Linked DNA regions of Mus musculus: all the other regions are linked to region 4. Evidence: chromatin contacts called from public HiChIP or PLAC-seq and promoter capture Hi-C data. All regions are on one chromosome and are shown on one strand. Each heading gives the region's core, a stretch centred on a gene start, on an enhancer-like site or on the middle of the called end of the contact. The rest is flanking DNA. Distances are from core to core; before and after follow the strand shown.

Evidence for each region. Promoter capture Hi-C pulls out the DNA fragments that hold promoters and counts their contacts. HiChIP or PLAC-seq counts read pairs in DNA pulled down with a chosen protein or histone mark. Capture Hi-C pulls out chosen DNA fragments and counts their contacts.
Region 1: a contact with region 4 is called in a promoter capture Hi-C map of hematopoietic stem and progenitor cells. The contact joins the promoter of Mpc1 here to the promoter of Tagap in region 4. A contact is called at or near these places in 6 of 39 promoter capture datasets (the C10 cell line, the HPC-7 cell line, hematopoietic stem and progenitor cells and 2 more), 5 of 115 datasets of contacts at active chromatin or transcription factors (bone marrow-derived macrophages, memory CD8 T cells, regulatory T cells and 1 more) and 1 of 9 other capture datasets (liver).
Region 2: a contact with region 4 is called in a promoter capture Hi-C map of pancreatic islet. The contact joins the promoter of 4930506C21Rik here to the promoter of Tagap in region 4. A contact is called at or near these places in 4 of 39 promoter capture datasets (the C10 cell line, the HPC-7 cell line, hematopoietic stem and progenitor cells and 1 more), 1 of 15 datasets of contacts at CTCF or cohesin (large pre-B cells), 4 of 115 datasets of contacts at active chromatin or transcription factors (bone marrow-derived macrophages, large pre-B cells, memory CD8 T cells and 1 more) and 3 of 9 other capture datasets (adipose tissue, liver and pancreatic islet).
Region 3: a contact with region 4 is called in a promoter capture Hi-C map of pre-B cells. The contact joins the promoter of Prr18 here to the promoter of Tagap in region 4. A contact is called at or near these places in 2 of 39 promoter capture datasets (cranial neural crest and pre-B cells) and 1 of 9 other capture datasets (liver).
Region 5: a promoter capture Hi-C map of the HPC-7 cell line shows a contact between it and region 4. The contact joins the promoter of Ccr6 here to the promoter of Tagap in region 4. A contact is called at or near these places in 5 of 39 promoter capture datasets (the C10 cell line, the HPC-7 cell line, hematopoietic stem and progenitor cells and 2 more) and 1 of 9 other capture datasets (liver).
Region 6: a contact with region 4 is called in an H3K27ac HiChIP or PLAC-seq map of thymic regulatory T cells, with 4 times the contacts expected there. The contact joins the promoter of T2 here to the promoter of Tagap in region 4. A contact is called at or near these places in 4 of 39 promoter capture datasets (the C10 cell line, the HPC-7 cell line, embryonic stem cells and 1 more) and 4 of 115 datasets of contacts at active chromatin or transcription factors (large pre-B cells, memory CD8 T cells, microglia and 1 more).

What each region holds. Positions count from the first base shown.
Region 1 is chr17:8,281,584-8,285,078 of GRCm38.p6, reverse strand. Mpc1 (mitochondrial pyruvate carrier 1) reads right to left here and starts at 1,292. Exons shown (of 5, transcript NM_018819.5): 1 at 1,118-1,292. The coding sequence starts at 1,188.
Region 2 is chr17:8,308,932-8,312,630 of GRCm38.p6, reverse strand. 4930506C21Rik (RIKEN cDNA 4930506C21 gene) reads left to right here and starts at 1,513. Exons shown (of 5, transcript NR_073374.1): 1 at 1,513-1,614. Sft2d1 (SFT2 domain containing 1) reads right to left here and starts at 1,528. Exons shown (of 8, transcript NM_134114.2): 1 at 1,346-1,528. The coding sequence starts at 1,408.
Region 3 is chr17:8,339,348-8,342,835 of GRCm38.p6, reverse strand. It overlaps Prr18 (proline rich 18), which reads right to left and starts at 2,097. Exons shown (of 2, transcript NM_178774.4): 1 at 1,953-2,097; 2 at 1-1,829. The coding sequence starts at 1,822. The coding sequence ends at 899.
Region 4 is chr17:7,924,120-7,927,771 of GRCm38.p6, reverse strand. Tagap (T cell activation Rho GTPase activating protein) reads right to left here and starts at 1,772. Exons shown (of 10, transcript NM_145968.2): 1 at 1,664-1,772; 2 at 836-916; 3 at 693-746; 4 at 339-405. The coding sequence starts at 862. All of the region lies in intron 4 of Gm1604a (predicted gene 1604A), which reads left to right.
Region 5 is chr17:8,234,281-8,238,357 of GRCm38.p6, reverse strand. Ccr6 (chemokine (C-C motif) receptor 6) reads right to left here and starts at 2,315. Exons shown (of 3, transcript NM_001190333.1): 1 at 2,043-2,315.
Region 6 is chr17:8,370,300-8,374,187 of GRCm38.p6, reverse strand. It overlaps T2 (brachyury 2), which reads right to left and starts at 1,792. Exons shown (of 11, transcript NM_001161832.1): 1 at 1,685-1,792. The coding sequence starts at 1,792.

The DNA.
Region 1 (3,495 bases), core at 43-2,542, 360 kb before region 4:
CAGGCTCGGTATTGACCACTGAGAAGAAAATTAAAAAGCAGCCCTCCACTTATCTAACTTTAAAATCACAAGAAAATAAAACTATGCTTGGAAATATTGTAATCGGTTTCTAAATTTTGTGAGATCCTTAAAATAGAATCAGGCACCAGGAAATTATAACTGAAAATGAATTCTGGAAAGTGCTTCTTCAACCTCTCAATGTCAAGCCCTCGGGACACACACCTTGCAAGTAAATGCCTCTTCTCAGACGCACTGCGTGGCTGCGACACATGATTGTCCGGTCCCCCTCCCCCAAGCACCGTCAAATGGAAAACAAACAAACAAAAAAACAAACAAAAAACCAAAAAAAAAAAAAAACCCCGCCCTCTGTGCTGCAAATTCTAGCTCCCATTACCCGGATCCCGGCACATTCCAGCACCGCTCCCGCCAAGTCCCGGGCCGGGAGACGAGGAGGGGGATGGTAGCACCCAGTGTCCCCACGTCAACCCACGCAAGGGCATCCTGACTGCCTGCCCAGGAGCGGTGTTCGTCCGGTCGGTCACGAGCCGGAGCGGCGTCCCTGCAGTCACACCGCGTCTTTCAGTCAAGGACTGGAGCTCTGTTCCCTGTCACCAGCCATTCCCTGGGTCGTCCTGCCCGGGAGCGCTGTCCGCTCGGTCACTTGTCGTCCTCTCAGTCACGGGTGGGAGCGCTGTCCCCTCGGGCATGGGTGGGAGAGGCGTCCCCTCCGGCACAGGTTGGGGCGGGGTCCCCAGTCACACCATGTCTTTCAGTTCGCGGGGCTGGAGCTGTTCCCTGTCACCTGCCATTCCCTAGGTCGCCTTAACCAAGAGCGCTGTACCCTCAGTAACCTGCGGTCCCTTAGGTCACGGGTGGGAGCTACGTCCCCTGAGTCCTGCTGTCCCTTCAGGCACGGGTGTGAGCGCTGTCCCTTCTGCCCTCCTAGTCACAGGTAGGAGCGCCATCCCCTCGGTCACTTGCTGTACCCTCGGGAGCGCCGTCCCCTCGGGCACCGGTAGGAGCGCGTTCCACCCGTGCGCCGCTCTCCTACCTTGGCACGGCGCCGCAGGGTTTTCCCGCAGCGGGCGGCTCCCCCACGGCCTACCATGACGCTCACCTCATGAGATAGTCCCGGAAGTCCTTGCTCCGGACATAGTCCGCCGCTTTGCGCACCAGCGCTCCAGCCATGGCCGTGCCGTTGGCGGTGAAGCCGCTACCTAGACAGATGACACCGCTGTGGACTCGGCTGAGGCCCTCGGCGCTCTCACCCCAGCGCCCGCCTCACGACACTCGGAGAAGCCTTACGACCGCTCGGCGCTCCACCAATGAGAACGCGCTAGACCGCAGAGCGCGTCCGGGATTGGCTGCCGCGGTCGACACACCCCCCGCCTGCCCTCGGGGCGGTGCGCGCCGCGGGGCTGCCGTCGTAAAAGGGCCCGGCGGCCCGGACGACTGGCGGTTGCTAGGGGCTGCGAGGGTGACACTCCTCTGCCCGGGGGTCCTGGGCAGGCTTCCGGGGTCTCAGCGGGGCGTGGTGGGCAGGTCGGGCTCCTGTCACCCCTCGCCTGTCCCTTTGCCCCGCGGGCGGCTGCACAGAGACGGTGAGATCCTGCAAACCGGCGGCGACCGGCTTGGGATGGAGTCACCGAGTGCAGAGGAGGGAGGCAGTTAAAAATAGCTAAGAGCCTCAGTCTCCAGAAGTGTGGCTGCCCACGTGTGGAAAGCACAGGTTACATAAGTGCCCGGAGCGTGCATACTGCAGCTTTAGCCTGTACACCCGCAGAGGCTCAGAGCCACACCCCAGACATGGCGGGGGGGGGGGGGGCAGAATGCAGAGAGAGTTGAGCCGGAGGTAATGAGAAGGGCCTGGCTACATTTCCTGTCACCACTACCACTCTTGAGGAGAGGAAAGGTGACAGAATCCCTTCCGCCGTAAACCGGATCGCGTGAAGAACACAACTGCCTTCAGGCTGCTCGCAGCCACACCCGAGTAGGCCACACCGCGCTAAGGGTCGCTAAGGCCCGTCCCCTGAGTTCGTGCCAGTGTCAGTCTTTGTTTACCAAAAGGAGGCTGAAGACGACCTTCCCCTTATAGGGAAGGGTCTGCAGGGCCCGGACTGCAGCGCTCTTGCCAGGTTTGCTCCGGAAGCCCTGGCTGTGTTCCATCTCCAGCACTGCCGTAAACCAGGCTGGGTGGTGGGAAGTTCAAGGTCACCACTGAGTCCTCGGGGTGGGGCTTGGGGCGAAAGTTATTAAACGAATGGTAATCTTCTGTGGTTTTCCCCTTCTATGCATAGTAAATATGTGCAGCTTTTCTCAGATTTAATTTTTGCCGGTTTATTCTAACAATCTTCCGAGAATAGAGGGGACTCTCTTCCTTACCAAAACCGAACCTGAAGCGGGCCTTGGTGGCAAATGAGTTTGATCCCAGCACCGAAGATGCAGAGGCAGAGGCAGAGGCAGGAGGATTTGAGTTCAAGGCCAGCCGTGTCTATATAGCTAGTTCTGTAGCCCTGGCTACTCAGAGAAACCCTGTCTCAAACAAAATTTAAAAAACGAAAAACAAAAAACAAGGCCAGGCAAAAAAAACAAAACAAAAAAAAAAAAAAACACACAAACAGCAACAACAACAAAAGCACAATTTGGGGATTATACCTCAAATCAAGGAAAGTTGAGTAATTTAGAATGCCACTGGGGAATATGAAGTCTGGAATGCACTGGCAGAAATGAATATAGGAAGTTAAACCAAACACTCAAGGGAATGCATAAGTATTAAGAATGGACATTCCCTTTGGCCAGCAATTCCTTTCTAGAGCTGTCCCTGGAAAGGCTAGTTTGTGGAGCTTATTTTAATATGGAAACAATCCTCAAGGCGTTCCAGCGTGTGTCATAGTGTGTAACTTAGCAGGTGAGAGAGAAAAGAGGACCCATTCAAGGCTGGCCTGCGCTACATGACATCCTGTCTTAAATAACTGCAAATTAGTAATAAACCAGGCCTGGTAGTGTACACTTTTATCCTAACAAGTGGGAGGCAGAGGTAGGCAGACCTCCTATGAGTTCTGAGACCAGTCTGGTTTAGATAGCGACTAGGCAAGAAAACAAGTTATTTATGTTCTAGTGCTAAGTAATTATAGTATTTATCTGCAGGAAAAAATGTGTGGACTATTGTATAAAGTATGTTACTCATTTGTGCTCAGCGATGTTTTTGTGTGCAAAGATATTGGGACAACACTGACAGTGGCTACCCCTAAGTGTAACGGAAGGGACATGAGATGGAGGAAAGTAATTTTTTTTTTTACTGTGTAGCCCTGGCTGGCCTGGAACTTGTGACATCTTCTGTTAAAAGGATGTTTTATTGTAATCTGGGCATGGTGGTGAACCCCTCTAATCCCAGAACTCAGGAAGCAGATCTCTGAGCTTGAGGCCAGCCTGGTCTACCTAGTGCATTCTAGGACAGCTAGAGCTTCATAGTGAGACTCTATCAGTCAATCGATC
Region 2 (3,699 bases), core at 264-2,763, 390 kb before region 4:
CACCGGAGGCCTCTATCAGTCACTGTTATTACATCCACAGTGACAACGGATAACCACCTAACAGTCTATCACCACCAGAGCGTTCCACCTTTGACTGAACTCTTCTTTACACAATCTCCTCTCTTCCGGAAACAGCTCCAAGGACCAAGTTCACTTCTTTGTCCCCAGGATTTACAAGAGCACTGCCTGACAACACTCCAGCAATGTCTGAGCAGCAGCCACATGCTACTCAACACTTAAAAACGGCATGCACCACTACGGAAATAAATTCTACATTTTAATCTGTTTACATTTTGAGTGGCTACATGTGGTCATAGCTACAGCAAAGATCTAGAACAAAGAGTGGAGCATGAAGCAGTTGATACTATCAAGCACGGTGGATAAGCCATATTTACAGCCATTGCTGAAGTGACTATGTACAGGTCTTTTGTATTGCAATTACAATACTGATTTCAGTTCTCAGGAGGCAGAGGCAGGAGGACCTTTGTAGCTCCAGGCCAGTGAGGGCTACACAGTGAGACTTTGTCTTGGAACAAACCCAAAAAGAACAAACAAACAAAACACAAAATACAATATAGAGTTCACTTGTCTCAACACGGGCTACCTCAGCCCTGCCAACAAATAAGTCAGAAAGGAAAAACGAACAAACAAAACATCTTCATGTAATACAAAATCAGGCCCAGGTCTGTGCCAAGACACACCAAAATGTGCTAGCGTGCAAAACACAAAGCAGTTCCTGTTTGCCTATTTTTAATTCTTACTGGAGGAAGTAAGTCTTTATCAAGTCTCATGTCTGGGTCACAAGCAAACAAGGGCTCTGTTAATTAAACAAAACAAAACAAAACCATGCATTACTAAGGAGGGCTGACTTCACAGGCAACCTTTGGCACGTCCGTGCTCTCCAGTCTCTCGCCCAGATCTCAGCCTTAATTTTTTTAAAGATCTATTTATTTATTATTTATTTATATGAGTACACAGCAGCTGTCTTCAGACACACCAGAAAAGGGCATCAGATCCCCATTACAGATGGTTGTGAGCCACCATGTGGTTGCTGGGAATTGAACTCAGGACCTCTGGAAGAGCAGCAGTCAGTGCTCTTAACCGCTGAGCCATCTCCCCAGCCCCAGATCTGTCTTGAGACCTGGAATGAATGAGCCGGCCACAGGCAGCCTGGCCCCGAGGCCTGCTCGCTGCAGGGGCGGCGGAACTTGGTGCAGGAGGGGAGGGCGCAGAGAAAGGCCATGGCAGAGAAGCGGGGACCGGACAGTCCCGGGGATCCGGGACCGACTCCCCGAGAGCGGTTCGCGGTCCCCTCTCCCACTGTCGCCGCGGCCGAGGACGTTACCTGCGCCGTCAGGCCTTGCTCCTCGTCGTCCTGGCCGCTCAAGACGCGCCGCAGCTTCTCCATAGCCCTGTCCTCTTGCCACGCCGCCGACCCCTAGCTCGTCCGGCCCCCACGCCCACCCGGAAGCCCGGAATCCGCACCTTCAAGCGCCGGCCGGAAATCCGGACTTCCGCTTCCTTCAAGCATGCGCACCTCCTTGCTCTTTAATCTGCTGGGGCGGGCCTGATTACGTCACTTCCGGCGCGCCCACGGGTGCCCGCAGGGGGCTGGTGAGTGGCTTTTCTTATCCTCAAGATCGTTCAGCCAGCCAGTAGGGAGGGACACAGTTAGAGCTGTCTGTCCGGCCTGGTGCAGAGAAACAGTGTCCAGTTGCATGACTGTCCAGGCACTGAGTGACAGGTCCTGCCCCGATTGTTTTGGGTTGGAGAGATGGTAATGAAATGGCCTTTATTTTAACGATTTCACTAACAGCTTCCTCCTTAAAATTGGATCAAGAAAAAAAAAAGGGTTAATTGTCAATCCTACTGCCTCGCGAAAGGCAGTCATTACTAGAGAAGGGGATCTTTTACAGATGAAACTGCTCCAGCGTTCTCAGGGAGTTAGACCTGAACGAACAAAAGTGCGAAAGCCCCGTCCCTTTGCCCTTTGAAAGATTACAAAGATGATAACGAATGTACAATAAAAATCGTCCTTGATGTCCAATAAAATAGTTTTTAATATGGCTACACGTTTTCCCTTTGAAGTATAGTAACTTCTATATTAAAAAATCTGATAACAGTAGTTATGAAAAGTCTGTTTTTCAATATATATGAAATTGCCAGTACTCACAATATAGTTGAAACCTCGATTTGAAGGAGTCAGTATGTACTTGAAATAATTAGTGGCAGTTTAAAAATTCTGGTGACATATACATGGATCTTAATGTCACAGTGAAACCCATTAATTTGTACAAATGATAGGGTGTTAATTATAGTAACAAGAATAAACAACGATCCTAGAATGTGTTGCAGACAGAAAGCTATTTAGTAACCCAGTTTTGCCTGAGACTTAACCTCTTAGTGTTCTGATTTGATATATATGTGACCCCACCCCCTTCTGTCATTTGCCTGTGTGTCTGTGTACCATATTCATGCACAGCCCATAGCTATCAGAAGAAGGCATCAGATTCCCTAGAACTGGAATTAGGGAAGATTGTGAGCTGCTGTGTGGGTGCTGGGAAACTGAATCCTCTGGAAAAGCAGCCAGTGCTCTTAACCACTGAGCCCATCTCTCCAGGCCCCTGTCATTCTTAAGGCCGAGTACGATCTTATGTAGAATAGAGACCTTGGGCAACACACATGTCTTGAAGTGTAAATTGCCTGACAAATTTAATTATATAGAACAAAATGTAACTATTAAAAACAAGGACTGAGGGCTTGAGAGATGGATCAGAGGTTAAGAACACTGGATGCTCTTCCAGAGGCCCTGAGTTTGATTCCCAGCACCCACTTGGTGACTTCCAACCACCTATAAAGGGATCTGATGACCTCTTTTGTCATGCAGGCATACATGCAAATAGAGCATAATAAATAAATAAATATATTTAGTATTTATTATATATAACATATATTAACTTATATTATTATATAAATAAACAGAGCATAAATAAATCTTAAAAGCAAAATAAAGACTGAACTAGAGGTGGTGGCGCATGCCTTTAGTACAGCACTCAGGAGGCAGAGGCAGGCAGATCTCTTGTGTTAGAGGCTAACCTGGTCTACAAAGTGAGTTCTAGGATAGCCAGGGCTACACAGAGAAACCCTGTCTCAAAAACCCATACAACCAAACAAACAAAAGGCCAATGTATAGGTTTTATTGTTTCTTGTTCCCTAGAAGCCAAACCTGTCTTCTGAACAATGTTACAAAGAATTTATTAGATCCATTGTGGGGGATAATAAAATGAGTAAGGGCCTAGGTTCTGGAGAGAAACTGGGCTAGAATCTTGTCCCCACTCCTTGTAGCCTTGGGATTTGACAAAAATCACCACAAACCTTGGCTTCAGATATGGAAATAAGGAAGGCATAATGGTGCAAGCCTTTAAACCCAGCACTTGAGAGGCAGAGGCAGTGGATCTCTGTGAATTCAAGCCAGCCTGGTCTACGTAGTGTGAGGGAAAGCCAGCTACATAGTGTGAGGGAAAGACCATGTCTCTAAAACAAAACAAATATGAAAATAACATCTATCCCTTCCTTACAGAGCTGTTAAGGGACTAAATAGAAAAACCCTGAAAACATCCTTATCAGTAACAGCTTCTGGGGTTGGAGATGCTACAAATCAGTCAGTCCTTGTAGCACTTTCCGGGCCATGCAGGCTCA
Region 3 (3,488 bases), core at 848-3,347, 410 kb before region 4:
AGACATTGCTGTGCCCTCAAATAAAAACTGCAATCCCAGCAGACGACAACCCTGACTCCTGTCCCCACCTTGATCCAACTTCTGAAAACAATTCCAGCTGTGCCATTGGAGACACCTGTGTGTGGCTGTGACTACCTGCATGGCCATATATCCACATGTATGTGAGAGCCAATGTGTGTGTTATCGTGTGCATGTGTGCGTGGCTGTGTATGTAGGCATGCATGCACGCATGACAGCTAGTGGAATGGGGTTGCCTGTGCATAGCCATGGGAGTGGAGTGTGTGTAAGTGTCTGGGATGGCTGAGTACTAGCTGGCAGGCGGAGCACAAGTCCTCCTGGATCACCCAGTGGCAACAGTACACTGTTTCAGGGATGCTGGATTACAAGTTTAGTTAACCAGTTTCCAATACCTAACATCTTTCTGACTTGTAAGGAAACAAATCCTATACATAGATAGCACCATGTCCTAGTTCTGCAACAGAAGATCACCCCACCCTCGGTGGCCACAGGCTTGCAGAGTCCCCAGGAAGTGGAATGCCACCTGGGGCAGAGGACCTCTGGGTCCAATACTTAGTTAGGGTGAGAGGTTAGAAGGCATTTCACAGGTCCTCCCCCGACCCCCACATTAGGGAGGGCGGGGAGCAGGAGGAGCAGGGGACAGCTGCTAGAGTCAGGCGAGTCTGTTGTGTCCCACGCTGACCTAATTGCACAGGAGGTGGGTGGTGAGGCGTTAGAAAAGCCTGTGGGTCACTCATGAATAAGCACACCTGGGGAAGGTACCAGGCAATAGTCCTGTCCCTTGCTGGCCTACCTGGTTCACAAGAGCCCAGGTGTGCAAGGAGCCCAGGAGGCGGCCGTGGGCTTCAAGCCAGGCTGGGTCCCACAGGCCCACCTAGCCTCACAGGGTGCTCAGGTGTGGCAGCGAGTCCAGATGCCCTGTGCGGCCCCTCGCAGCTGCCGCCGACTCGACCCCACGCAGCCACTCGGTGCACTTGCGCACGAGGCCCTCGTCCACCACCTCCACCTCCTCCTCGTACTCCTCATCATCGTACTTGTGCTTCTCATTGAGCAGCGACACCTTAAGCACTGGGCGCAGGCTGGAGGGGCACGGGCTGGGCAGAGTGGCCTGCAGACCTCCTGGCAGCAGCGAGGCACGGGGAGGGCGGCTGCTGACAGCCACAGCCAGAGGCGCGTTGGGGACACTGGTGGGGCCACCCCTCCGCAGGGTCGAAGCCCTGGTCCGGGGACAGGGTACCAGTGGGAGCCGCGGGTCGGCAGAGGGTGTGGGGAAGGGCCTGCGGGGTCGCGCCAGCAACTGCTTCTCCAGGTGGCGCCTCTGGATGACCAGGATGGCTTCTGGGGTGAGGTTCAAGGAGAAGCGCGTGGCGTCGTCGGGCCCAGCCCCCGCCCCCGCAGAGGTCCCCGAGGCGGTGGATCCCGCTGGGATGTGGCTGCAGGCGACCCGCCGGGGCGCGGAGCACGTGGTCGAGGTCCCCCCACGGCCCGGAGAGGGCTGGGGCGGGACGCGTGCGGAGGTAGCCGGCTGTGGGGTGCCCGAACCCAGGCCGGGGCCGCGCCGTACCGGGGGCCTCTTCAAGGTGGCGGAGGGCCAGGAGCTGGAGAGCAGCATCTCGGGCGGCCTCCTCTTTTTCTCGCCGCCGGCGGCGGAGGCAGCGGGCGGTGAAGGCGCGGGCGGCGCACAGGGTCTCCGGGATAGCTGGCGCGCAGCGGGGCCCCCCGGAGTTCGGGGGGGCGGCGGTGGTGGTGGCGGCGGCGGCGGCATAGGCAGGAATGACATGACTCTGCCGAGCAAGCGGAGCATCAGTGTCCTGGAAGGAGAGGGGCGGGTGGGGCGGGTCTCAGTCGCCGCGCGCGGAGCCGCCCCACTGGTCTGGCGACCCCCGGCACCTCCCCATCCGTTGCTGATCGCCGCGCGCTCCCCGCACACCCACCTGCTAGCAGCCGCAGCATCTCCCGCTCCCTCCCAGTTCCTTCAAGCGAAGGCGCCTCCCGCCCCTCCCTCGCTTCGGCAACCCCGGGAGCTCCCTCCGTGTGCTCCGAGCTGGGTCCTTCGGTCACGCCAGCAGCCGCCCCACTGCTGGTGAATCTGGATGTCGCCTGGATCGCACCTCCGAGACGCGCCGGGCTGGGCCGGGCGGCAGGAGGAGGAGCGCACGCTGGCAAGGGCTTGCCAAGTCCCGGGCTGCTAGGGGCTGCGGCTATCGCAGACTGCTGAACGCTGGAGACAAAGTGCCCGACATTCGCAGGGGCGGGAGCTGGCACCCAGTACCCCAAGTCTCTCCTCTCTCGTTCTCCCATGGCTCGAGAAGTGAAGGATTAGTCCATCAGAAGCAGAGAGCTAGGTCTCAAGGGAACTGGTAGCACCAAGTCACTGGTGGAGTCCTGCACGTTAGACAGAGAATCCTTTCAGATGACTCCGGAGAGGAATTTGGAGCCAATCTGGAATAGCAGAGAAAGCCGCCAGTACCGGGTGGGGCTTTTAGGCGCTACCTAGGTCCCCCCCCACCCCCCGCATTGTATCCCAAGATACCACTCCTTGGGAGTTATTTACACATTAAAGCCATTGTTGTCTATGAATAGGCAAGGTTTTGTTATACAATAGCAACATAGGAAATATATGACATGTTCTGTTTTATCAAGTGACTGCCTGCAATGCCATGTGTTGTACAAACAAGGGAAGCTGGCTGTTTATACATGAAAACATAACCACAACACTGAAAGATCCAATAAGCTAGCCATTCAACAGTTAGAAGACAATGCACCTACAAGTCAAAGGGATTTACCGGGCACCTGTTTCACTGAAAGGGAGCAACAAACAGCTAGACTTAAAAGACTGCTCCCCGTGCACAATGAATAGCTCTGGCCCAGGGTGAGCACATGGGAAAGTGGGTAAGCCTCTGTGTCTTGTGCCAACAGTCACCCCACCCCCTCCTCTTCTGTTTGTCCTTTTCCAGTAGCAACTGGACACTCACAGCCCAGGGTAGCCAAGGGAACTTGTGGGGGGCGGAAGCTTTTCTCATCAGAGCATCCAGGAAGTTGGCATAGGTCCCACAAATACACAGGCATCTCCATCACCTTCCCTCTATGCAAAGGCAGCTCGCTAGCTTCCAGAGAGCTCTCTGGCTCACAGGAGCCTTCTGCCCCTGCCAGGGGACCCAGCTCTGCCTTGAGCTCAGGCCACTAGAACATGGGCAGCTTAGCTCCCAAGACACTGAAGCACGCTTGTATCGTTTTAGTCCGGGTTCTAGTTTCTAGGTAGTTGTGGGGATGGAGATGTAAGCATGGTGCAGATTGAATATTAGGGGAAAGGAGTCAGGAGCCATTTCTGTAGGTACAGCTGGGGAGGTCATCTTTGGAGGAAATGCCACAAACTGCTGGATGCCCAGATGTCACGTGTGCTAGTGGAAATGTGTGATGTCTGAAATCCTCTGCTTCCTGCCCGTGTTCAGATTGCTTCCTAAGATTTC
Region 4 (3,652 bases), core at 523-3,022:
AACAATTGCCTCACGGGCGCTTAGGTTTGGTCTCCACTGGAGAAGGAAGCAAGCGGTGGGCAGGGCAATGTGTTTCTCCAATGTGTGCACGCTTCCATCCTCAAAGCTTACAAGTTCTAAGACTTGGCAGCCCGCTTGGAAACCCCGTGTGTCCCTGGGCACTGGCCACGGACAGAATCTCCCCTCCTACAGCTCTGGCTGTCTTAGTCAAGGGTTAATGTTCTGCGCTCTCTCAGAACACTTAGAAAACCAAATCTCAGTAAAGTAAAAGCCCTGTGGTTTGGCAAACAGAGCACTAGTTAGGCGCACAGGAGAGATCAGTATGTTTTCAAACTCACCAGTTAGCTGGCAAATGCTGTCTTCACTCTCACATGATGTCAGCAGGGGAGGCACTTTGATATCACCCTGAAAACATGCATTTCAGTTAAAATAGTGACACCCAAAGACATCCCATCTTTCTCCATAAAATGCACATACGGCCTTTTATTCATCTTGAAAATTAAGTCAAATGCATTGATTCTGTATTTTATCTTCTCAGATCAACATTATTTTGGAAGATCTCAATAGACGTGTTTAGTTTATAATCTGATATTCATCTCACACCAATAATTAAATAACCCAAATGAGTAACAAAAGAATGTCTTTTATCTAATTACAGTGCAAATAAAAAGTTTAAAACATTACTTTCTTACCTCTGACTGACATTCAATTAATGTCTCCATGTTGTTAGCATTAAGTGTTTTTGACTAAAAGAGAGGAAAAAGAACATCAGCGAAGGTCCTTCAGCCCCTGTCTGTGGACAAGATGAATGAGTAGGTGCAAAGGACTTACGTACACCATCGAGACTGCTTATCAGCTTCATTGGAATGGAGACTGACAGTCCAAGAGGGGGGTCCACTACCTCGAGGCTTTGATCCTGTGTACAACAAATCATAAATGAAAAGAGTTAGAAAATAGAATAACTAGTCCAGTCAAATTCAAATTTCAAAGTCAGTTTGAAAAAACAAAAAACAAAACAAAACAAAACAAAAAAGGACCCAGAGCTTAAAGCTACTGGATAGAAAAGTGTTCACCTAAAACTGGGCTCCCACTAAGAAGCATCGTTGAGAATCTCATCCAAGTTTTCATTGTGTCTTATTCTATCCAAATGAAATAAAAATTCCTACGACTCCATGAAGCAAGATAACATCAGTCTTTCTTCCTAAATGTCACCTATGATTAAGAACAGCCTCTGAGAAACTTAATCCTAAATTCTTTAAGCCACACGCCTTTACTACTCCCAAACTTTGTTACGAGTTACTAAGTTCCCATCAGGAGAGCCTGAGTACACATTACAACAACCAAGACTTGCTTTTCTGAGTGCTCGCACATACTATATTAAAAGCTCTGCACTCTCATGAAACCCAAGTAAGACAGAAATTTACCTCCAGGACAATATATACAGTGTACAGAAACAAAAGATAACATTTACAGAATCCCTAAGCCCCCAAGCTGGCAGCTGACACACAGCCCCTAGCATTCTCCATTCAGAGTCCTTCTAAGGCTGACACATGTTTCTCAATAGAGCTGTTTTTAGTGGCACTGGCCCCTGACACTTCAGGGACCCAAGACCCTCGACCCACAAGGCAGTTTATGTTTTGTCCTGTTAATCTACAGTACTTACCAGCAACGGTCTTCAGCCAGAGCTCTTTTTACCTCTGGCGAACTGTGGAAAACGGGAGACACAACATGACACTCTGACCCTAGGAGTCCACCCACAGAGACAAGGCACTGGGCCCTCAGCCTCGTGTGCTGAGTGTTATATGTGGCGGGGGCGGGCAGGTGGAAACTCAGAATATTACTGGGGCCGGAAGGAACATCATGGGTTGTTACACAGCCAAAGCCAGCCAGAGACTGCTCTGCTCTCACTTCCTCATTCCTTTTAGGGCAGCGCCGGTTCTTTCCAAGCCTAACCCCCCTAATTCCCACCCCCCCCATTTCAAAGTAAAAATGTCTACAAACTACTAGGAGTGGAAACCATGACATATTGAACATAGGCAGTGGCTCTGGTTGATGTCAAAGGTGGTGTGTGCAGGATGAGAAATTTTATTATTCTGTGTGTAAACATCACTTTCCTTTCTAGTTGTTCCTGCTGGCCCCTCCCTGCTCTGGGTGTCCTGTTTGGGTGCTGTTCCCGGTCACCCACCATCCTCTCCATCCAGGACTAGATATCAATTGGCACATCTAGGTGCAGGGTGTTGCTATAAAACCAGGACGGAGATGGAGGGATGACTTCCCCTCTTTGAAAATTACCCTCGAAAGCTACACCAGTTTCTTTGGAACTAGGGGAATTGCCCATTGAGAAATTCATTTATTTCTCATGTAGAGAACCACTGCCCTAAGTTTATTGTGAAGTACGGAGTCAGTCAGATGGGTACAGATGTGTTCATTTTAGGATCAACAACTTTGTAAAGGGAACAAAAAGCGTCACATGTTTGTCAACATGGTAGCATCTTTGGAAAATCTAGAAGAACACAACGGTTTGAAATGCAGATGCTGCAAATTATATTGCATGTAAAACTGCCCTCCAATCTGGCATCTTCTGTTGTGTCACCTCCTCTTCTTCCTTCGAGATCAAATCAGGTCGTGTGTGTGTGTGTGTGTGTGTGTGTGTGTGTACATGTGCGTGTGCGTGTGCGTGTGTGTGTGTGTGTATTGGCATCCCACCTCAGAGCTATGGCTTTGAACATTCCACGGATAATTTGATGTTTGGCTCTGTAGTATTCCACAGAATTGTCTAAGACGTTATGTTTTTGGAGCTGGAGATTAAAACCTGCCCCTCAGAACACACTCTGCCTCTGAGCTGCACCCCAATCCAGGATTGGTGTTGGGCTTCTCTAATGTCAAGGACACTGCTACTTTGGAGAAAGCCTTCTCTCCTCACCAGACAGAAGGCTCTCTCGATGATGTGAAAATGGAGCCCACTTTACAAGGTTTTTCATCTTAATTCTGAGCCGTCTTCTGAGTTATAGAACTCTTAGCCTGAGCATCTGCAGCATCCCCCAAAAAAACAGCTCAAACTTTTCTTGAGATGGAAGGTTCCCGTGCCTCGGTGTAAACACTGGCCTTGGGGACACCAGCCCTCATTCTTGGCGTTACCATGAACTCTGAATACCGAGGTTAAAATGTGAGCCCGCTAAGTCATACCTAACACCTTTATATATGCCACATACTTGTATTTCAAGAGCCTCACTGCACATAGTTATCAGCACTCTTAGCTGAAGTGGGCCTTCCTGTGTCACAGGCCAGACAACTAGAGCTCCTCTGGCCATAGCTGCTCAAGTCACTCAGCTGGGCCTTCTAATCCCGAGCGCCAAAGCAGTCTATGCTTTCCCTCAGGGTAACTTCAAGTGGTTCATTTGTCTATACCCGCTTTGTCAGGTCAGGGGCCCGCATGAGGGACACTTAGCTAGCAGAGACGCAGATTTAGGGCACAGTCCTGAAACTTCAGAATTATTATCACTTTTGTTAGTAATAAATAAAACGCATTTCGTACCGTCAATGATGTGGTGACCCACAGAAACAGCTACAGCAACAGATTTGTGTGTGTATATATGTGCTGTGTGTGTGTGTGTGACATGTATGTGTATGGTATGCAATGCCAGGGTTCTGT
Region 5 (4,077 bases), core at 1,066-3,565, 310 kb before region 4:
GGACGCTTTGCTTCTAGAAGTTCCAGGCTGAGAAAGCAGACAGCCCTATTTATCAGAACTGTGCCTAAAATAGTCAGTATATATGAAGACACACCTGAGCGTCTCCCCTGGGAGAAGCACCCAGGCTGACGGCAGGGGCCTGCTGTATCTATTTTGGCTATGGCCTCTTTTTCTGCTCATTTCCTCTTTCTGGAACTGGCTTAGAAGATATTATTAGATAGAAGCCAGGACTCAGGAAGCCCAAGGCACTTAGTGCAGCAGGGGAAAGCGTGGACGTCCGATGCTGTCCTAGTCAAAGCACAACAGCATCTTTAAATGACACTCAATAACCCAGAGCACCGAGAAACCCGCAAGTTTGTCACTTTCACTTGGACATTGATGTTATCGGAAGAATGTCTTCCGACCAGTCACGCCATCCTGAGTTCTCCTGAGAATTTCGCAGAAGTGTTGGGTAGATTTGTGCATTCTACTTGGTGGGCTCTGGGATCACCCGCTGCTTTCTCTCTCAGCACAAGGCAGAGGCTCCTTCTCTGTCCTGACCTTGTCCCTCTGCCTCAACCCTTTCCTCCTCTCTGGGTCCATGCCCTCTGCTGAGCTTCATCCACTTTAGGGGACCATCCTGTGACTCACCCTGCTCCCAGGACAGCCCTGAGTAACAAGGGCACCAGAGTTTGGGTTTGTAGAATCTGCACTTCCTGTCCTTATTACAGACAGTGCTTCTCCAGAGGGGTCTCTCGAATTGCAAATGGTTCCGTGCCTCTTTGTCAAATGCTGACTGCCTTAGAGGAGGGCTGCCTGTGATGACTTAGGTGTTGTGTTCTAGGCGTGCCTGTGTTAGCGGTTTCTGTCAGCCTTTGCCAGTAACTCAAGGTCTATCTTGCCTCATTGGCTGGCATTCCCACAAACTCTTTGCTTCTAGAAGTTCTAGGCTGAGAAATCAGACAGGCTCATTTATCATAACTGTGCCTAGGCACACCTGAGCATCTCCCCTGAGAGAAGCACCCAGCCTGAAGGCAATATAGCAAGCTCTCAGTAAGTCATTCAGAGCTCAGTAGTGGATGATTAAAAACTGAATTCAGGTCAGGTGGTGGTGGTGCATGCCTTTAATTCCAGCACTTGGGAGACAGAGGCAGAGGCAGAGGCAGAGGCAGAGGCAGAGGCAGAGGCAGAGGCAGAGGCAGAGGCAGAGGCAGAGGCAGAGGCAGAGGCAGAGGCAGAGGCAGAGGCAGAGGCAGAGGCAGAGAGCTACACAAAGAAACCCTGTCTTGAAAAGTGAAGGAAGAAAGAAAGAAAGAAAGAAAGAAAGAAAGGGAGAGAAGAAGAAGGAGAAGAAGGAGAAGAAGGAGAAGAAGAAGAAGAAGGAGGAGGAGGAGGAGGAGGAGGAGGAGGAGGAGAAGGAGAAGAAGAAGGAGGAGAAGGAGGAGGAGGAGGAAGAGGAGGAGGAGGAAAGGAAGGAAGGAAGGAAGGAGAGGGAGGGAGAGGCAAGGCAAGCTCTTGCATGGTGTACATGGAAGACTAGGTTCAGTTCCCAGCAGCTCAGAAAACCTGGTACAGTGGTACATGCCAGTAATCTCAGCATTCAGGAGATGGTAGCAGAGGATCAGGCTTATCCTTGGCTAATTGCAAGGTCAAGGCCAGCCTGGGATATATGAGACCTTGTCTAAAAATATAACCAAACAAAAATACATCATATTCTATCTCCTTATGGAGTAGAAAGGGCAGAGACCCTAACACCTGAAAAACTCAGGAGACTCAGACTTCTTTCCTGCAGCACCCAAGGGCATGACTCCTTTCCAACCCTAGACATAGTTGGAGCAACAGTTGATGTTCTAAGTCCCATAGAATAAAATACTCACGGCACTCAAAAGACTACCAAAGTGAGCACCTGGCTTTCATCTAAACGGGATTGAAGGAACCCAAGTCTCTAAGCACCCAGGACTTGGTGATGTGACCACGGCAATATTATTCTTCTTTTAAAGCCTGCCATTTACAACAGCAGAAACCTAGTGTTTTCCCAAAGTCCAAGCTGAAACAAAACTTACCAATAATGTTCCAACCCACAAACTGGCAGCTGCAGTTTCTCTCTCAAATTTCAGATTCCTTAGATCTTTGCTTCCTCTCACAGGTGTGGAGACCCTGGCCCTGGTCACAGGGGACTGAAAGTGATGACTTCGAACTGCAGGTTACTAGCACCGTGTCTGTTCTTGCTATTCTGCTCCAAGCTGGGCTCCCCAAAGCAGTGTGTGGCTTGTTCTTCACCCTCCTGGGGTAGATACCTTACCACAAGTGTTCTGTTTTCAGCGCTGCAAACTGGAGGTAGCAAAGGTGGAGGCAGGAGGGCACTTATGTAACTAGGTCAATGATTTCACTGTGACATGCAAATTTTTTTCATTTCAGAATTATTAAGTCTGTGGAATGCTTCTTGATTCTTGGAAATTACATATCATCTAGGTAACTGTAAAGTTCTTTGAAAGGGGGTCCTGTCCACCTAGTGGACTATAGTCAGCAACCCGTATTTTTGCTACTGGAGGAAGGAAGTGTAAAAACCTCAGCACCACCAGGACAGTCTTTGTTTGGCTCTTGGTGGAAAACACCAGCGATTTCTGGTAGGCAAGGTGGGTGACAACCCAAGGCTCTGGCACCCATGCCTCTCCTGTCCTTGTGAGTCTCAGTGATATCATAAAACGCCATCAATAATTATGTGGCACAAGGCAAGGCTACTTACCATTTACTCTTGACAAATAATTTTTGAAAAATGGATATTGTTACCCTTATTTCTCAAGTGTGAAAAAAGGCCAGCTCACTTAGGTGTTGAGTCATCTGGAGTGATGGATTCAGTTAATAAGACTTTTTCTACAGAGATGCATCCATCTCTCCCATCACCAAACACTCATTCAGTGCCCAGTCTGTGCAGTACAGTGTTCCAGGAATAAGAGAGAGCAGAGAGCAGAGATCAGAGAGGAGAGAGAGAGAGACAGGGGGGGAAGAGAGAGAGAGAGAGAGAGACAGAGGAAAAGACAGACAAAAAAGACAGAGACAAAAACAAAAAGACAGACAGACAAAACCAGAGAGAGACAGACAAAAAGACAGAAAGAGAGAGACAGACAAAAAGATAGAGAGCAGAGAGAAGGAGAAACAGAGAGGGGGCAGAGAGAGAAACAGAGAGTCAGACAAAAAGAGAGAGACAGAGAGAGAAACATAGGGCAAAGAGAGCAGAGAGAGAGAGAGAGAGCAGGGAACCAAACAGTGAAGTCCTTGACCTTGAAGGATTTACATGCTGATCAAAGGACAGCAAGCCCTGTGAGATCAAGTGTGTCCAGTATGGTGGCCTTCGCTGTAATTCAGCTAGCTGGTGGACTCTGTTACATACAGTAACCACATGTGAGAGGGTCTCTGATGGAGAGGAAGGAAGTTCTGAAAGAGAACTGTAGCCTTGGGGCCAAGAGTGATGTTGGAAAGCGGGGACAGAGGCAAGGTAGGCAGCAGGAACCTGGACACCTCCCATCTCTACACTGATGCAGGAGACAGCTCATCCCTAGAAAGGAACTGTGGGTTCACACTGCTTTTGAAGCACCTTGAATTCACATACAGCTGGGGGAGACTTTCAGTTCTCATTACACAGGCTTGCTTGAGTTTCTATCATCGGGGATACTTCATCATCTGGGTACTTGGAAATGAAATGAACTGGCCAAGGTGTGACATCCCCAGCATCACACAGGCAGCACTGGCTCTTCACTGCTGATAGAATTGCAGAAGAGACGTCACTCATGCCTTCTGACCCACCCGGCTCAGGGAAGGGAACAAATGATACAGCCTCAGGTCGGCCTGAGTTCTAGATGATTCCAAATGCCACATCTGGAACTGGTTCATCATTACAAAGAAGGTTGAGCTTATACGCCTCTGGTTTCAACCCAAGACATTTGATGCCCTTATTTCTATTGGCTTATATCTGATGGTGCCATTCCCATTGGCTTAGGGAGAGCCTGATAAGGGCACAGCATTGAGTGCCCTGGGCACAAAATAAATAAGACTTTCCAAAGTTGTCTAAGTTCAAGTGCGCACAGCTTGGCTCTGAAG
Region 6 (3,888 bases), core at 543-3,042, 450 kb before region 4:
GAACTTATAGAGATCTGCTTGCCTCTCCCCCACCAAATGCTGGGATCAAATGTATATGTCACCACCACCCAGCTTGGCCATCTTTTAAAATATGTCTTCTTGGTCTTTGTGTGTTCGAGTTTGTATATGTGTGCCTATGTGTGGGCCTTCAGGGGTTGTGAGATGGGTGTGTGGCATTGAAGACTAAATCTACGCGTTTTCTGGTACTGAACCATGGGGGTTTGGTTGTTTTAGAAGTCCATGGATCTCTCATTAGTATCCTTTAATCTGTGAACAATAATGAAGGGGGTGTTTTTCTTCATTGTGCTTAATTAGAAATCTAGTCAGCCGTGAGATACAGAAATCTGGGGCAGTTGGTGATTGTGTACCACGAGTCTCAAATGCCTGATGTATCAGGTGAGTACCAAGCAGGTCAAATGAATTCCTTCCCAAATAAGACCACTCCCTGTCCTAGAGCACTAAGACTCTTGAGATGGCTTCATGGTTCCAATTCTTTCCCTGTCTTTGCCAGCCCTCATTCTTCTGTCTACGCTGGTGCACAGGCCCTAAGCTCACAGCCTCAGCCCATTCACCACCAAACAGAGGGGTGAATTGGTACTGCTTGGGCCCAAACGGCAGAATCGGGGTCCCAGGAAAGAGTCTGTACACTCTGGTCTTGCTCCTCAACCCCACATGCTTAGCCGTGTCCCTGTGCCCTGCAGCCTGATTGCTGCCCGATACATGCAGCGGCCACTTCTGATGCCGCCCAGTGTCTCCCATCCACCACCCACCTTAGTGGCCACTGGCCTCCTTCAAAGGAACCAAATTCCCTCCACCAAGTCTCCAAAACTAACTGCCTGGCCTGCTCTCCCTTCATTAGCTGGGGATCCAGAGGAGTGGGAAGGGTCCTCCGACTCAGAACCGTGGTCTCAGTATCTACCTGAGGTAGAGACACAGTCTCCCCTCTAGACCTCAAGTTTCTGGATTTTAAAACTCAAGGGTAAAATAATTAAAATAGGAAGGAAGGAAGGAAGGAAGGAAGGAAGGAAGGAAGGAAGGAAGGAAGGAAGGAAGGAAGGCAAGCCAGGTGGGGGTGGCACTGAGTTCTTGGCCAGCCTGGTCTACAAAGGGAGTTTAAGGGTAGTCGAGGCTACACAGAAAAAAACCCTATCCCGAAAAGAAAAACCAAAAAAATAAATAAATAAAAAAGAAACGATTCACAGAACACAGGAGGGTTTGCAGAGTTTGATCCTTGGTGTCACAGTGACTGGAATGGACGCCAGGGAAGCATTTGGGGCCTGTTTTAAGCCACGTGTGTCCCTCGCTTCAGAAATGCTATTTCCTCTCAGCCCCACCAGAGGGCGCCGTAGAACAAGGAGCCTTTGTTCATAGACTTTCCATATAATTCTTTTGAGCTATTTTCATTCACCATGCGACCTCGGATGACAGACTGAGACTGATTTTAAGAAACAAAAAACAAACAAACAAACAAAAAACAAACAAAAAAACCCAACAACTTTGTTGTAATTTTACGTTCTTACAGTTTTAATTGTCTGGAGCTACTGACTGCCGTTCTAAGTGTGCAGTGGTATGTCCCGCTGCTCATTGTAGCTTTGTGGTCAGAATATTTACTGAGCCGTTAAATAGAGAAAGATCAAAGACAAGACTGGCTCCCTTTGTTCACAACGACACAAATAGTGGCTACCTGTTCCGGCAAGGTCTGCTGTGCTGCCTTCTCTTTGTCCTCCACTTGGGTGTGACACCCCCTGTGTTTCTTTGGCGTTTTAAAATGGTCTCTCAAGATCTGGGCCATCCTGTCACAGGAACAACAACAACAACAAAAATGTGCGTCAATTTTAAAATTACAGCATTTTAAAAACAGAGTTAGACTTTTTTTATACTGTGACGTGTTGGACAGTTAGCTTGCCTGTGCCTGTGTGTACCCCAAAACAAAAAGATGCACAAGCCAGTTCTGGAAGCAGTTAGGAAACACAGGCAGAGAGCCCTTTCACAGAGTACACTGAAGCAGCAGCTCCTTGATGCTGCAAACTGGCTGAGGCTCAAAGTGGGCAAACCACAGGAACAGTTACAGAAAGTGAGGAAGCAGGCAAGACAATTCTGAGTCTCCCAGACGCCCCTGGAAAGGAAGTTGCTTTTCTAAGCCCAGCAGCCGCATCCTCTAGGCAGGGAGGGGCTACAGGACCACAGCCGCTGCCTGGCTCTGGCTGGCCACATGCTCCGCCTCCAGCCCAGCCCCCTCCCACCAAGCGCGCTCCTTCTGTTTCTTGGCTTTGTGATTCCCAGCAGCAAACCATGCTCTGTTTTCTGTAGCTGAGCAACGGGGCTGAGGGGTGTTGGATGGTGGAAAGAAGTCCTGGCAGGTGGTTTGTCAAAGACGCTGGCAATGGGGGCAGAGCATTCTTAGGGCTTATGTGGGAGACTGGCAGTCATCGCAGACTGCTATCACAGGGCTTCAGATTCCACCCTTCCCTTCCCTTCTCTTCCCCCATAGCCACCTATATAACCCCTTCTTGACCTTTTGCAGGATGCTTTCTTATACAGAAGGTTGAAACAGGAACTGGATAGACACCTCCGAGATTAAGAGCGTGCATGCTCTTACAGAGGACCCAGCTCCCAACCACCAGCTCCAGAGGTATCTAATGCCTCTGGCCTCCGACTGCATGCACAGGAACATACAGAGACAGACATGTATATACATAATTAAAAATAGTTTTAAAAATTGAGGTATGTGATTCATATACTCAAAACTCCCCCCTTGAAAGCCTGTGACTCAGTGGGCTTTCGGTGGGGTTTTTCCAGAGATGTGCGATTATCACCATAATCAAGCTGTGAGCATTTTGCTTGCCCCAAAAGGAGCACAGCATCCCAATACCTGCAGCTTTATCTATGGCCTGGCTTTAGAGAATTTTCAGGCTGAGTCTCGGTCCCCAGTAGTCACAAGTTGAAGCCCCAACCTCAGCACCTCAGAATATGGTTGCATTTGGAGACAGGTCCTTGAAAGAGGCCCACTGAGTTAAATGAGATCACAGAATGGGCCCCGATCTAACCCACTGTCCTTGTGAGAGGAAACGTGGCTACACGGACACACGCATGCATGAGGAGCCACCAGGAGCATGGGCTGCCAGCAAAGAGAGTGGCAAAAGAATATCAGGCCACGTGGCAGCATCTGAGAAGGGAGGCTTCCATCCCGCAGGCAGGCCCTTCTGCTGCCATCTGACCCGGCACAAGTTCAGCTGTCCACATACCCTGCTCCACTATGAAACTGGGAGCCCAGATAAATCTTTCCTTTCTCATTTCCACGGGTATTTTGTCAGAGTGATGGAACCCTAAAACATCTTCCTGCCTCTCAGGATCACTGAGATTCCTCCAGAAGGCAGGGGCCTGCCACGTGAGCAAGTGAAGGCTGGGGTATTCGGTGGGGGAGGGGCAGTGTGCTGGCTGGCTCGTCTGTCAGCCCGACACAAGCTAGAGTAAGGAGCAAACCTTAACTGAGAAATCGCCTCCCTAAGATCCAGCTTTAAGACATTTTCTTAATTGGTGATCAATGTGGGGAGAGCCCAGTCTGCTGTGGGTGGTGCCATCCCTAAGCTGGTGGTTCTGGGTTCTGTAAGAAAGCAGGTTAACCAGTAAGCAGCACCCTCCATGGCCCCTGCAGCAGCTCCTGCCTCCAGGTTCCTGCCCTGTTTGAGCTCCTGTCCTGACTTCCTTCATGATGAATACCGAGTTATTCCAAATAATTCCCTACCAACTTCCTGTTTGGTTATGGTGTTTCATCAAAGCAATAGAAATCCTAATTATGACTGGCAGAAGCCAATAGCAAAAACATCCAATTAAATGCCTTGGGGTTTTGATTTGTTTAATTAGTTTAGGCTGGAAAGATGGCTCAAC